Regions from separate parts of the Sus scrofa genome. Here region 1 is linked to region 2. A link is a contact called in public HiChIP or PLAC-seq data. All regions are on one chromosome and are shown on one strand. The core of a region is the stretch at or near the end of the contact, and the rest is flanking DNA. Distances in the headings are between cores, read along the strand shown. Region 1 holds the start of OGFR (opioid growth factor receptor). Region 2 holds the start of ADRM1 (proteasomal ubiquitin receptor ADRM1).

The links. HiChIP or PLAC-seq counts read pairs in DNA pulled down with a chosen protein or histone mark.
Region 1: a contact with region 2 is called in an H3K27ac HiChIP or PLAC-seq map of alveolar macrophages. The contact joins the promoter of OGFR here to the promoter of ADRM1 in region 2. A contact is called at or near these places in 1 of 5 promoter capture datasets (fetal liver) and 1 of 2 datasets of contacts at active chromatin or transcription factors (alveolar macrophages).

Annotation. Positions count from the first base shown.
Region 1 is chr17:62,063,598-62,070,029 of Sscrofa11.1, reverse strand. OGFR (opioid growth factor receptor) reads right to left here and starts at 4,547. Exons shown (of 7, transcript XM_021078228.1): 1 at 4,362-4,547; 2 at 2,237-2,305; 3 at 1,605-1,683; 4 at 652-730; 5 at 1-7. The coding sequence starts at 4,514.
Region 2 is chr17:61,690,119-61,696,095 of Sscrofa11.1, reverse strand. ADRM1 (proteasomal ubiquitin receptor ADRM1) reads right to left here and starts at 3,173. Exons shown (of 10, transcript XM_021078220.1): 1 at 3,058-3,173; 2 at 2,105-2,318; 3 at 1,325-1,441; 4 at 156-279. The coding sequence starts at 2,317.

The sequences.
Region 1 (6,432 bases), core at 3,298-5,797, 370 kb before region 2:
AAACAGCCTGCGACAGAAGAGACGGCACAGACCCCATCAGTGGCAGACGTGGGCCCTCAACCCCTCGGCTCGTGCATGCTGTGGGCTTAGGGGAGCCCATAGAGCCAGGGGGTGAGGGCGGAAGAGCTCCAAGGAGGTGCCCGGGACGAGCACCCAGGTCAGGTGCACCTAGCGGGGTCCCAGCGGGTGCGCAGCAGCAAAGGTGAGGCTTGCAGGGTGAGGCCCCACGTTCCTTTTTATTCTCACCTTCTTTTCCTCCCACCATCCATGCTGCGAAGTTACCACCCTGCGAGACCCTGTGCCCCAGGGAGGCCCCCTGCGAGCTGGTCCTCAAGGACTTTGAGGGGGGCACCGTCCTAACGACCCCGCCCTTGGGGCAGAGCGGCCTCCTGCACCGATGCCACACCCGGGCCGCCAGCAAGCCAGCTGGCCTGGGGCTCTTTCCACTCCCCAAGGCCGCTTTCACTCCCAGCAGCCGAGGCGATTACACCCGAAGAGCCCAGAGTGCGCGGCCCGCGGCGCCTAGCCGGGACGCCGAGGCCAGTGCGCCTGCGCAGGAAGCTCCGCGCCGGGAGAGGCGGGGCCGGCTGGGGCCTGGGCGGGGCCCGGAGCGCCTCCCCCGAGCCCCGCCCCGCAGCCCCGCCCACTCACCACTGGATGTAGGTGTGATTGTCCTCCAGCAGGTCGTAGTCCTCCTTCCAGTTCTTAAGAAGGTCCTCAATGAAACAGCCTGCGAGGCGCGCGGGGACGGAACAAGTCAGCGGGGCTGCGGCCACGCCCCGGCCCCTCTCTCGGGCATCTACCCCAAGCCCTGGGGCTTCGCAGCTTGGGTTGCGCACACGCCAAACTCGCGCCTTCTCCAAGGCAGTCTGCAGAGTCGGCCCTTGTTGCCGACTGAGGGCAGAGCCGACTGAGGGCAGAGCCGGGCGGGCAGGCACGCTGGGTGCTCTGGGCGGGAGGGTGCGGGAGGCCCCACTGGATAAGGACAAGTGTCCCTGACCTGCACCTGTCTCTGGGGGGCGGGGGACTAGCTGCACCCCTAAACCGCAGCCTGCGGGCCAGAACTCTGCCCTCCAACAGAACCTGCAACCTGGTCTCCCATAGGGCAGCCTGTGTTCCTGCAAAGGACCGGGGGGATATTTGAGGCCGTGTGGCGCTGTGGCGGGAAAGCAGCCATGGAACATGTAAAGTGACCCGACATGGGTGTTCCCGTAAAACCTCACTTACAGAATTCGAATTTCAAATGATCTTCACAAATCACAAGATGCTATCATAATTCAAAATTTCCCCAACCACTTAAATCCCTAAAAACTGTTCTTTCCTGTTAGTTCCCTATGTGGCTTTCCAACTACGGCGGGAGGCGAGTCATTCTCTGTGCCAGGGACCGTGGGGCCTGCAAAGCCACTGCTATTCACTCCTGGCCCTCCAGGGCACATTGGCCACTGGGTCCAGGCCAAGGGTTGGGGCCCCGATGGCCCCTCGGGAGCTTCCAGAGGGAGCTGTGGGGCGATCTGAAAGTCACATGTCCAGACAGGTCCCATGGCCCCAGGTGGAGTGGAGGGGCCCCCCCGGAGGGAGCTGCTGGCAGCCAGGCAGGAACACACCGTTGGGCAGGAAGGCCATCTCGTTTTTGTAGAAACTCAGGTTTGGCATGTCACCATTGCCATCTGGCTCTACCAAGTCCTGAAGAGCCAGAGAGAAGCGACAGTCAGGACAGTCAGAAACATGCTGTCTCCCAGGGCTCCTCACATGAAAGCCTTTCTGGGGGTTCAGGGAGGGTGTCCGCTCTGGAACCTCCGGATATCCTGAAGCCTGCCGAAGACCCCGGGTGCCCAGGCCGGGCCCCGCCTCCACACTTAGGGGACAGCAGCCACCTCCAACTACCAGTACACACCCCCCTCCTCTGGGGGTGGGAGGTCCCCTTCCTCTTCACCCCAAAGACAGCCCAGGGGTGCCTGAGACCACTGGGTGCACAGGACGGGAGCTGAGGGTGATGCTGGCCTCCTGAGGAGGAGCTGCCAGCTGGCGCCGTTGCAAGTTGTAAAGGTCAGGGCCAAGGTGGGAGTTAGGAGGCCCTGCCGTCACCCTGAGATCAGGGAAGGAGCAGCAGGTCCAGGTGGGGCTTCCGGCAGGACATGGGCATTGCCTGAGAAGAGGGGCTGACGGGACATTACCCGGGAGGAGGATGTAGGCCTGGGGGCGGCAGAGGGCAAGGGCGCAGCAGGCAGCCACGTACCGGGTAGTGGTGCCGGTACCGGCGCGTGTCCCGCGCCGCTCGCCAGTTTCGAGACCCGGTCACCTTGACCTGGGGAGAGAGACTGGATGAGACCCTCCCCACTCCTGGAGGCAGCCCCCATCCTGCTGAGGGAGGCAAGGACCTGGGCCAGCTGTCAGCAAAGCCACAGGGGGCCAGACTAGCTGGAGAGGAGGCTGGCCCCCTGCTGCCCACTCCAGCCCTCAGGACCCACGGGCCATCGTGCATTCTTGGGGTACAACCTCTAACTCCAGCTTCACTTCCTCCTCCCACGTTCGCTGGCTCCCCTACTGGCAATCACACCCCAGGACCTCCCTCTGGGAAGCCCACCTTCCCTAGCACGTCCTCCTTGCGCCATACTAAGTTGTCATCACCAGGCTGTGTCCCTAAGGGCAGTGGCCTTGCCACCTAGAGCCCCAGGAGGGGCTCCAGATGTTTCCCATGGGGGGGGGGTTCCTCAGCCAGGTGCCAGTTTGGCCAATGCACAGTGCATGACACCAAAACTCCGCAGCAGCGGCCCCCACTCCCGTCTCGGCCAGTTTCCAGTTCTCCGCCTCCCTGGAGCCAGTCAGGCTTGTCCCTGGGTTGGCTCAAGAGAATGGGTCCTGACCAGACCCCGGCCATACATGTAGCTCGGAGCAGGGCCAGCCCCACGGGCCCTGAATGGGTCCCGGCCATACACGTAGCTCGGAGCAGGGCCAGCCCCACGGGCCCTGCACAGCACCAGGCACCAAGGAGCTGCATCAGGACCCAGCGTGGGGCGGTGGGGGGAGAGGAGGGAGTTGGGACTTGGGGAAGGGACAGAGGCCACAGCGGGAGGGAGACAGGGAAGAAAGAGGCCAGAAGCTCCTTTAGGAACACGGAGTGTGGGACTACCGGCTCCTCAGCTACTGGCCACGCCCGGTGGGCATCCGCTGGGCAAAGAGCCAGATTCCTGCCCTCTGACTCCAGGCTGTGACCCGACCACTGCCCAGCCTATCTTCCCGAGGAACTCGGGCCCGCCTGAACCACTGCGCATGTGCCGAGGCCACTGGCCTTCCCGGCCAGCCCTGAGCCCTTGGACGTCCCTCTTGGTGGTCACGCCAAGACCCAAGACCCAGAGAGAAAGCCGAGAGCCAGGGCTCTCGTCTGCTACAGAGAGCGAGCATCCGTCCTGGGGCCACGGGCTGGAACTCGAAGCCCCTTAGACATGGTGCCAAGTCACCCTCATCCCAAAGCGAGTGGTGCACATGGTGACAGCGCTCACTCTGGCCCTCCCTGTCACCTGGAGCCCCAGCTGGAGCAATGGCACCCCCTCCAGGAACGTGCCACCCAGTGAGCGCAAGTAACCACGGGTAATGACGGGTAACCACAGTTAGTTATGACAAGTAACCAGGGGTGACAGAGTAAATGCTGGTAGGGACAAGTGACCAGCGGTCCGGTGGTGACCGCAAATAACCAGTGGGCACAGCCGAGCGCCCTGGCTCAGGGCCACGTAAACAGATCCTCCAAGGCCACCTCCAAGACGTGAGGCCAGCCCAGCCAGGGTGGGTGGGTGCTGCACAGGCAGAGTCAGCCGGGATGGGGCAGACTGGGGGCTGGTGGCCTGGGCGATGCTGGAGCCGAGGCAGTGGGGGAGGGGGAGGTGCTCCCTGAGCTGCGCCAGGGTGGGGGCAGGGAGCAGCAGGAGAGAGAGGCTGGGGAGCAGTGGGGGTGGCGGGGCTGAGGGCCGGGATCTACTACTCAGAGGACAGGGCCAAGGGCCGGAGGGTGCGATGTGGCAGGGAGAGGAGTCAGGGATGCGCCCCGGCCATCCCCTGAGGAAGTGTCATCATGCAGATCTGGTCCTGGGGGCACGGTCCGGGGGTGGCCCTGGATCCCGGCAGGGTGCCCTGGTGGGGGACCGCACGCGGGAGAGCGGGTGGGGGGCCCATCTCAGGGCGTCGTGGGGATCACGGCCAGGGACGGGGCAGTAGCTGGCGATGCAGTGCCAGGCCCGGAGCCGGGTCTCCGAGGGGTGCCCTGGCACCCCGCCCCGGGGGTACGGCCTTCCCGGAGCAGGGCCTGCTTCCCTGCTTCACCGCGGCCTGCCCAGGGGCGCGGGGTCCCCAGCGCGCGGGGGCGGCACCTGGGGCATGCAGAACCGCAGGGTCTCCTCGGCCTCGGCCCTCGCGGTCCCCGGAGCTCTGGCCTCGCCGCCCTCATAGGCCCTGGAAAACGGGCCCTCGCCGTCCTCCTCCTCGTCGTCCTCCCAGGTCGAGTCGCAGTCCGGGTCCTCCATGCTCCGGCGGCGGCGGCGGCGGCGGGACCCGCTCTGGCGGAAGCGAAAGTGAAAGAGGGAGGAAGCGCGGGGGCGGGCCGGGGGCGGGCCGGGGGCGGGCCCGGGGCTGCGGCCTCCCACCGCCCCGCCGGGGGGACGCCGGCCCCAGGATGCCCCCGGAAGGCTGTCCCCCCCGGGATGCCAGGCCCCTCCGAGAATTTCCCTTTGCCGAGAAAGGCCTTCCGGAGATGCTCGCCCTCCCGCCGGATGCTCCCCGAGCTTCCCCCAGAATAGCCCTGTCCCCTGGGAGAGTGCCCCCACAAGGCCAGCAAGCTGCAGACCCCTCTTCCTTTCCCCCCAGCCCGGAAGGTTCCCTGGGGGACGCCTCTCCGCCCCAAGATCCCCACCCTGGAGACTTCTGCCCCCCCCCCCCCAGATTCCAGAACCATCGCCTGGAAGAACACAACCCCCCAAGATCTCTCCCCAGAGACCCCCAGCACACCCCTTCCCCCAGGACGCACTTCTGGAGGATTCTGTTTGCACTGCGGTGCCCCCTCAGGATGACCTCGGGGAGGAGGGCCCCTGATGCGTGGCCCCCTGGAGGTGTCCCATGAGGGTACCCTACCCGAGTGGGTGGCCATTGTCCCCAGCATGCCCTCGGGGCTGCAATCTCCCCACATTTCCTTTGGGGAGTGACCCTCTGAGCCCACCTTGCTGCTGCAGCAGGACGGAGACCCCTGTGTCCCCTCCAAAGGCTCACACCGGTCAGTTTGCTTCTTCGAGGCCCGCAGGAGGCTGTCTCTCCAGTACTGAGCAGCCCCTAGTGCCAGGTCCTCAGGGCCTGGCCTCCTGGCCCCGAGCGGCCTTCTAAGGGTTACAGGAAGGGCCAGGTGCTGCTGCGCTTCCCAGGAGCCCCACACACCCAGAGGCCCAAGTGTCCAGGGTGAACCCCTGGGGTCGTTCAACGCAGACTGAGGCTGTTAACTGCCTCCCAGGGGGGCGTCTCTGCGGCTGGGCCGTGGCCGATGGCGGCTGGGTTGGGCACACATTGGACAGATCACTCAGCCGCGCTTCCCAGTGACCGTGGGTCCCTCACTCACCCTCTGCCTTGGACACCTGCTGGGTGGCAGCGGGAGCTCCGGCGAAGTTGGTGACCCACCGCTTGAAGGGAAAATTGGGAGTGGCCCCTCGGGTAAAACTCGTCTCCTGTAACTACCACACAGCCGTTTACATTGAGCTAAAACCCCGCTCTGGCTTTCAGATTTGGACAAGATAACTGCTGGGCGAGCAGCCTGTGGGGGCTGAGGTGAGAAGGTGAAGGCCCGGTCCAGCCACCGGGGACGTGGACTCCCCTCCCCCAGCTCAGCCTGCCTCTGCCTGGGGATGTGACATTCCTTGAGCTATGGGGGGGGTGACAGCCCAGAGCTGAACAGAACCTTGTGATCTTGGCCTTGCTTGGTGCTGGTGCCAACAAGCCCTTGCAGGCCCATCCACCGGCGTCACCGCTCCAGGTACCGTCTTGCTGGATGACTTTCCAGGACAGTAGTGACTCCGCAAGAGGTCTGGCGCTCTGGCATTTCTGCAAATCGCCCTCCTCCCACGGCCAAGGAGGTTTCTGGAGGAGCACGCGACAGAGCAGCCACCGGGCCTCGGGCGGGGCTGGCCCACTGCAGACTGCCGCCACAGGCCTGGCCTCAGAGACCCTGGCTGGGACTTTTGTGGGGCTGGGAGCCTCTGACGGATGCTGATGGGTGCTGGGGGCGCCCTCCAGGGTTGGGCAGCTCTGAGAGCACCTGGGTGGGCAGGCGCCACCCAGCCTCTGCCTCCTGAAAACCCACGAGCAGACAGCGTAGGAGACGCTGGGCCTTCCCTCTGCTGCCAGGGCCGGGGCCCCCTTTCCACGGGGGCTATTCTCAGACTCTGCCTGGCTGCCACGTCA
Region 2 (5,977 bases), core at 1,924-4,423:
CATCGGGCGCCGGTGGGGGTGACCCCGGAACGGGGGAGGGGGCTTCTAACGAGCAACCCTCTGCGTCCGCTTAGCAACAAGCGGGCCCCACTCAGGGGCCACGTCACCTGAAACCCACCGCGACCTCCCGGCACACCCGGGAAGGGGACGGTTACCGCCCAGCGCCGACAGCTCGTGGCCTCCGCTGCCGCTGGCCCCCAGGGCGCCGGGCATGGGCGGGTTGTTGAGGTACTCGTTGACCTTCCGGCAGTGCTCCTCGTCCTGGTCCGTCTTGGGCTCCTGCGGGGAGGATGCGGCACCCGCGCGGCTGAGCGGCCCGCCCGCCACGGGCCGCCTTAGAGGCGAGGCACCCGAGGCCTGGACAGGCGGAGTCACCTGTCCGCAGTCACCCGTTTCACAGAAGGGGACCCTGACGTGCCAGGAGCACTGGGGGCGCAAAGGCACCGCCTTGTGACCCTCTGGGACAGGCCCTTCACACGGCAGGCCAAGGCCACACGTGTGACACCCCCACTGACCCTTTCATCGGAGCACCGCCCACGGACCAGCGCCCCCCGTCAGCAGGGCGCTGACATGAGCACCAGGTGTGGGGGGTCAGGCAGCGCTGCCCTGTGAGCACCCCCAGAAATGCAGGACCAAACACCTTCGCCTCTTGTCCAGGAGTCACTGAGCATGTGCTGTGGGCCTGCAGGGTGACGCGGGGAGGGGGGACAAGACACAGTCCCCAAGCTCAGGGCGGAGGGAACAGAAAAGGCACCACGTGGGGTCAAAACTATGGAGAAACAAGCTCTACGCCAGTGGCTGACACACCACAGGCCTGTTTACAAATAAAGTTTTACTGGAGCGTGGCTACACCCGTCTGTTGACCTGTCCTTGGCCACTGTCACACTACTCAGCGGAGGTGAGCTGGCATGACACGACCGTCCTGCCCCGTTGCACAGAGTGCCGGGGGCGCGGCGGGGGCGGGGCGGGGGATCTGTCCAAACTGCAAGCACACAGGCTCACCTACCGCAGGAGCACGTCCACGTCCCCTGGGCAAGAGGACCCCCAGGGACCCCGGGGGCGGGAGCGCTGGAGGAGCGGACCACAGGCAGACTCTTGCTGGTCAGCCAGGGACTGCCGCACACAGCGGGCACCCGAGGCCCAGCTACAGGTCCAGACCCTGGGCAAGCCCGCCCCCAGGCCCCTGCGCCCAGGTCATACCCTGGACTCCTAAGGTTCCAGGGCAAGCAGCTTCGGTCAGCGAATTCTACCACCCAGGGAGCAACTTTCTAACCTAATTTCACGACAGGAGAAAAAAAGATAAATGCTGACAAAACCCATGTACCTGCATCCAAAAGAAGAGCCGCTTGGAGCCAGCCTTAAACTTGAGGACGTAGACCCTGCCGCTGGGGCACTGCGGCACACGCTTGAACTCGCAGTCATCAGGAAAGATGATCAGATCCTACAGAGAGCAGCAGGGAGGAGAGTCGGCTTCACGGGCACAGCATCGCTGAGCCCCGGAACCTCCGGGAGAACACGCTGGGTCCCGTGTTGAGTGTGGGGGCGTGGGGAGAGGACACGGAGACCACGGGGTCTCTGGGGGGCAGAGGCACCACACGGCGGGCACGAGGGCCAGGAGGGGCTTGGTACTAAACAGAGAAGGGGGGCTTCTGACTCTCGACGGATTTTCAATAGAGACACTTGGGGAAGCAACATTCCAAGATGAGTCAAAAGGCAACTGTGACCTGCTCTCGAACCTAACAAGAAATGATTTGGTCTGAAGAACAAAGAACACCAAATAAAATGACCGCTCGAGAACGCTGTCGAGGATGCGGTAAGTTCAGGACTTTTATACAGTTTCTCCAATTCAAAGCACCTAATTAATCTTCAAGTTTAAAGGACACACAGGCAACGGGAGAATCTATAGACCCCCCGAGGCTAGAACGACCCACAAGCAAAAGAAAATATCTGATAAGGGCACCAGGCCAGGGGCTCCGGGCCTCCCAAGACCTGCCAAAACGGAAACGGCCGCTGTGCCCCTGGGGCACCGGTCCTTCTGTGAAAATCGCCCCGCGCTGACAACCAGGCGGGGGTCGAGATGAGATGGAGGCCACCAGACACTTACGTCTTCCACGTTCCCAGATGTCCTGTCTTTCCAGCAAAAGTGAATGAGGGAGTCATCTGTCTGTTGAATGTACACGAGGCCTTTCCGTTTATCTGGGGTGACAGTAGTTCCTTTTAATGACATCTTTCCTGCCCGAAACTCCACCAAATACTTGTTGGAGGACCCGCGGGAGCCTGGCACCAGGCTTGGAAACAGAGCGCCTGAAGTCGTCATCCTGAAACCGGACCAGCAAGCGGACCCAGTCACTGCCACGGAAACCCTAACTTCCTCCTCAAATGTTCGCTGGCGGCGGAGTGAAAGCCCCTCTCTCTGAACCGCGGGCTGCCACTGTGCTGGGAGCAGGCGGCAGGCCCAAGCCGCCCAGCACCCGCCGCCAAACTCCTCCCGGGTGGACCTGGGCCCGCAGTACCTGAGCCCAGGGAGCCAGGTTCCCTGCTGCTTCTCGTGTTTCTAAGAGAAGGAAATTTACCCCCGCACCTGAACTGCATCACCGCTGCGGACCCTCGTCACCACCACTCTCCGTACTTTTTAAATCTGCAGCTCCGAAGGGTTTAAAACCGTGAGCTGGGCAGACAACCGCTAACACACTGGATAGGAGACAAGGCTGTGGCCTAAAACCGAGTTTCTGCGCGATACGGGCAGGCTCGCTGCCTTAGAAAAAACCCGAGCACCCGGGAGAAGCGCAGCAAGCCCCGCGGCGGCGCTGCATCCTCTGCGGGGTGACCTGGCCATCCCCGCCCGCAGACCCCGCCGCCCGACGCCCTCGGCTGCGCTGCGCGGCGGGCGGGGCGGCGGCTGGGCTGGCCCGGGAGCCGGGCCCCAGAACCCCGGCCCGCGCCGGCCCCTTGCCCCTCAGGCCTCCGCCCCCCGGGCGCCCGCCCGCAGCCGCCGACGGCGCAGACCCCGCCCCCTGCCGCCCCCGTAACCGTCCCCGCCCCCGGCGCCCCCTGTACCTGGTCCGCGCCGAGAGTCGGCCGAGAGGCGCTGTCCGGGATCGCTCTTCCTCCTCGGCGCCTGCCGGGCCCCGCCGGAAGTCCCGCTCGCCCCGCCCCCCCGCCGCTCTCGCCGCCGATTGGGCCCCGTCAGGAGAGGGGCGGGCACTGGCCCGCGGGCGATTGGCCAGAGCGGCCGCCCATTACCCGGCCAGGCCCGCCCCCCCGCCTGCGGCTCCTTCCGGCGGAAGCGCGGGCCGGCGGCGCGCGGGCCAGAGCGGCCCCTATTGTTGCTGTGTCATAGGGGCGCGGCGGCGGCCCCTGGCGGCGGCGCCTGGAACGGCGAGGCGGGCGCGGGCCGGGCGGTGGGCGCTGGCCCCGGGACCGCCGGGCCGCGCCGGGCCGAGCCCCTGCGGGACGCTGGAGGCTCTCTCAGTTTCGCTGTCAGTGCGAGACACCGGGTCCCGAGACGAAGGAGAAGTCGCTAGCTCAAGGGAGAGGATGGCCTAGGACGCGGGGGCCGGGGGCCGGGCGCGAGGGTTTCACATTCCGGGGGCAAGGTGGCAAACTACAGCCCCGAACCCCGTTCCATGGCCTCCACCCATCCTCCTCGATTACAGTGACGACCCGGCTGCCCCCCATCGCCCCCGTACCCCAACAGCAGTGATGGCACAGTCCTCCCCATCCCCCCCAGCACCCCAGACAGCAGCGTTGGCACGGCTGCCCCCTCCCCCTCGTCTGCGGGTGCAGCGTTTCCAGAGGCTGGTGGGCAGTCAGGATGGAGGGAAGGCCAGACTAGATAAACGGAAGGCGCTGCCCTCCCACTACTTTTATTTCCGCTTCATTTACACCCAGTCCTGCAGAGAAATGGAAAAGCGGCCCACGTGCTAGGTGCCCCCAGCCGCACACCCCACCAGCGCCGCCTGCCTCCCGGCGCCAAAGGCAGGGCCGTCCTGAACTGTGTGCCCACTTTCCTGTGTGCTGGGTGATTTTCTCTCTATGTGTATGGAAAACTTGTTTTTAAGCTTTTCATAAAAGGTATAAAGGTGAAAAGTATTCTTTCACTCAATGTTTTTAAGATTTATCCACCTTGACACCTGTGGCTCTAACCCATTCATTTTAACTCCTGTACCCTCTTCTGGTGAGTTCCATACCCCTTGCTTTGTGATCTAAAGAGTCACTAATTTTTTTCTTTGTTTTGGAAAATATGACTGTTTTTCATTTTAAAATTTTATTTGTGATAATAAATGCCTTTGTTATTTTTAAATTAGTTAATATTTATTTTTAATTTATAATAATGGTAAATATCCATAGATTAAAAACCCATATAGACAAAAGCTCTGTGGGGTCCTGGATAATTTTTGAGACTCTCAAGGGTTCCAGAGGTGGGCGGGGGGAACAGCCAACTTGAGGCAATGCTTATGGGAGTTCCCTGGCGGCTCAATGGGTTAAGGATCCGTCATTGTCACTGCTGTGGTGCCTGTTCAGTCCCTGACCTGGGAACTTCCACATGTCACAGACGCAGCCTGAAAAAAAAATTCTAGTACAACGTGATGCAATTTTGTGGCCTCTGACGCGGTCACCACCCTGCAGACAATGCCATCCCATGGCCTGTGAAACCAGGCAAGAAATCAGTGAAGCAGCACCTGTCGTGGCACAGCAGAAACGAATCCAACTAGGAACCATGAGGTTGCAGGGTCGATCCCTGGCCTCACTCAGTGGCTTAAGGATCCGGCGTTGCCATGGGCTGTGGTCACAGAAGTGGCTCAGATCCAATGTGGCTGTGGCTGTGGTGCAGGCCGGCAGCTGTAGCTCCAATTAGACCCCTAGCCTGGGAACCTCCATGTGCCGCGGGTGTGGCCCTAAAAAACAAAAAACAAAAAAACCCACAAAGCTTTATACACTTTCAATAGTTTCTTTGAAAAATCTGAATAAGGAAGCAAGCTACAGGTAAACGGGCACCACGGAGGCCAGTCCATGTGCCCACCCCAGCCTTGGGCTCGGGGAACCCGGCTGCACGCATCCGAGCACCTGGCAGCCTCCGCCAAAAAGCAAACCCAGCACGACCCCCTGAACTTCACCACATCGCCCAGACCAAAGGCAGGGTGCGCGGTGGCGGCGGGCACAGGAGGGGCCGACAGGGACCTGGGCCAAAGACGTGCCCAAACGTTGCCCAAGGAGGCTGAACGGGGCTGACGCCAGAGGAGAGATGGTCGCCATGACTCCTGAGGGAAAAGCCAGTTAAACCCCGGCGCCCAGAAGGGCTGAAAAAAAGAAAGCAAATCGAGGAAACCAAGTGCTGAGGAGTGTCTGGCGTCGGGAATGCGACACTGCACACCCGCGTGAGAAAACAGCTTGGCAGGTGGCTTTTGTTTTGTTTTCTTTTTCCTTTTTAATCACAGACTTTCTTTTTTAGAGGAATTTTAAACTGAGCAGAAAGTACAGACGTTTTACACACCGTCTCCAACAGCTTCCCCCACCAGCCACCCCCCACCAGCCACACCCCGCCATCCACACCCCACCATCCACACCCACCATCCACACCCACCATCCACACCCACCATCCAATCCCCCACCATCCACACCCACCATCCACACCCCACCATCCACACCCACCATTCACACCCACCATCCAATCCCCACCATCCACACCCCACCATCCACACCCACCATCCACACCCACCATCCACACCCACCATCCACACCCACCATCCAATCCCCCACCATCCACACCCACCATCCACACCCCGCCATCCACACCCACCATCCACACCCACCATCCACACCCACCATCCACACCCCGCCATCCAATCCCCCACCATCCACACCCCACCATCCACACCCCACCATCCACACCCACCATTCACACCCACCATCCAATCCCCCACCATCCACACCCCACCATCCACACCCACCATCCACACCCACCATCCACACCCAC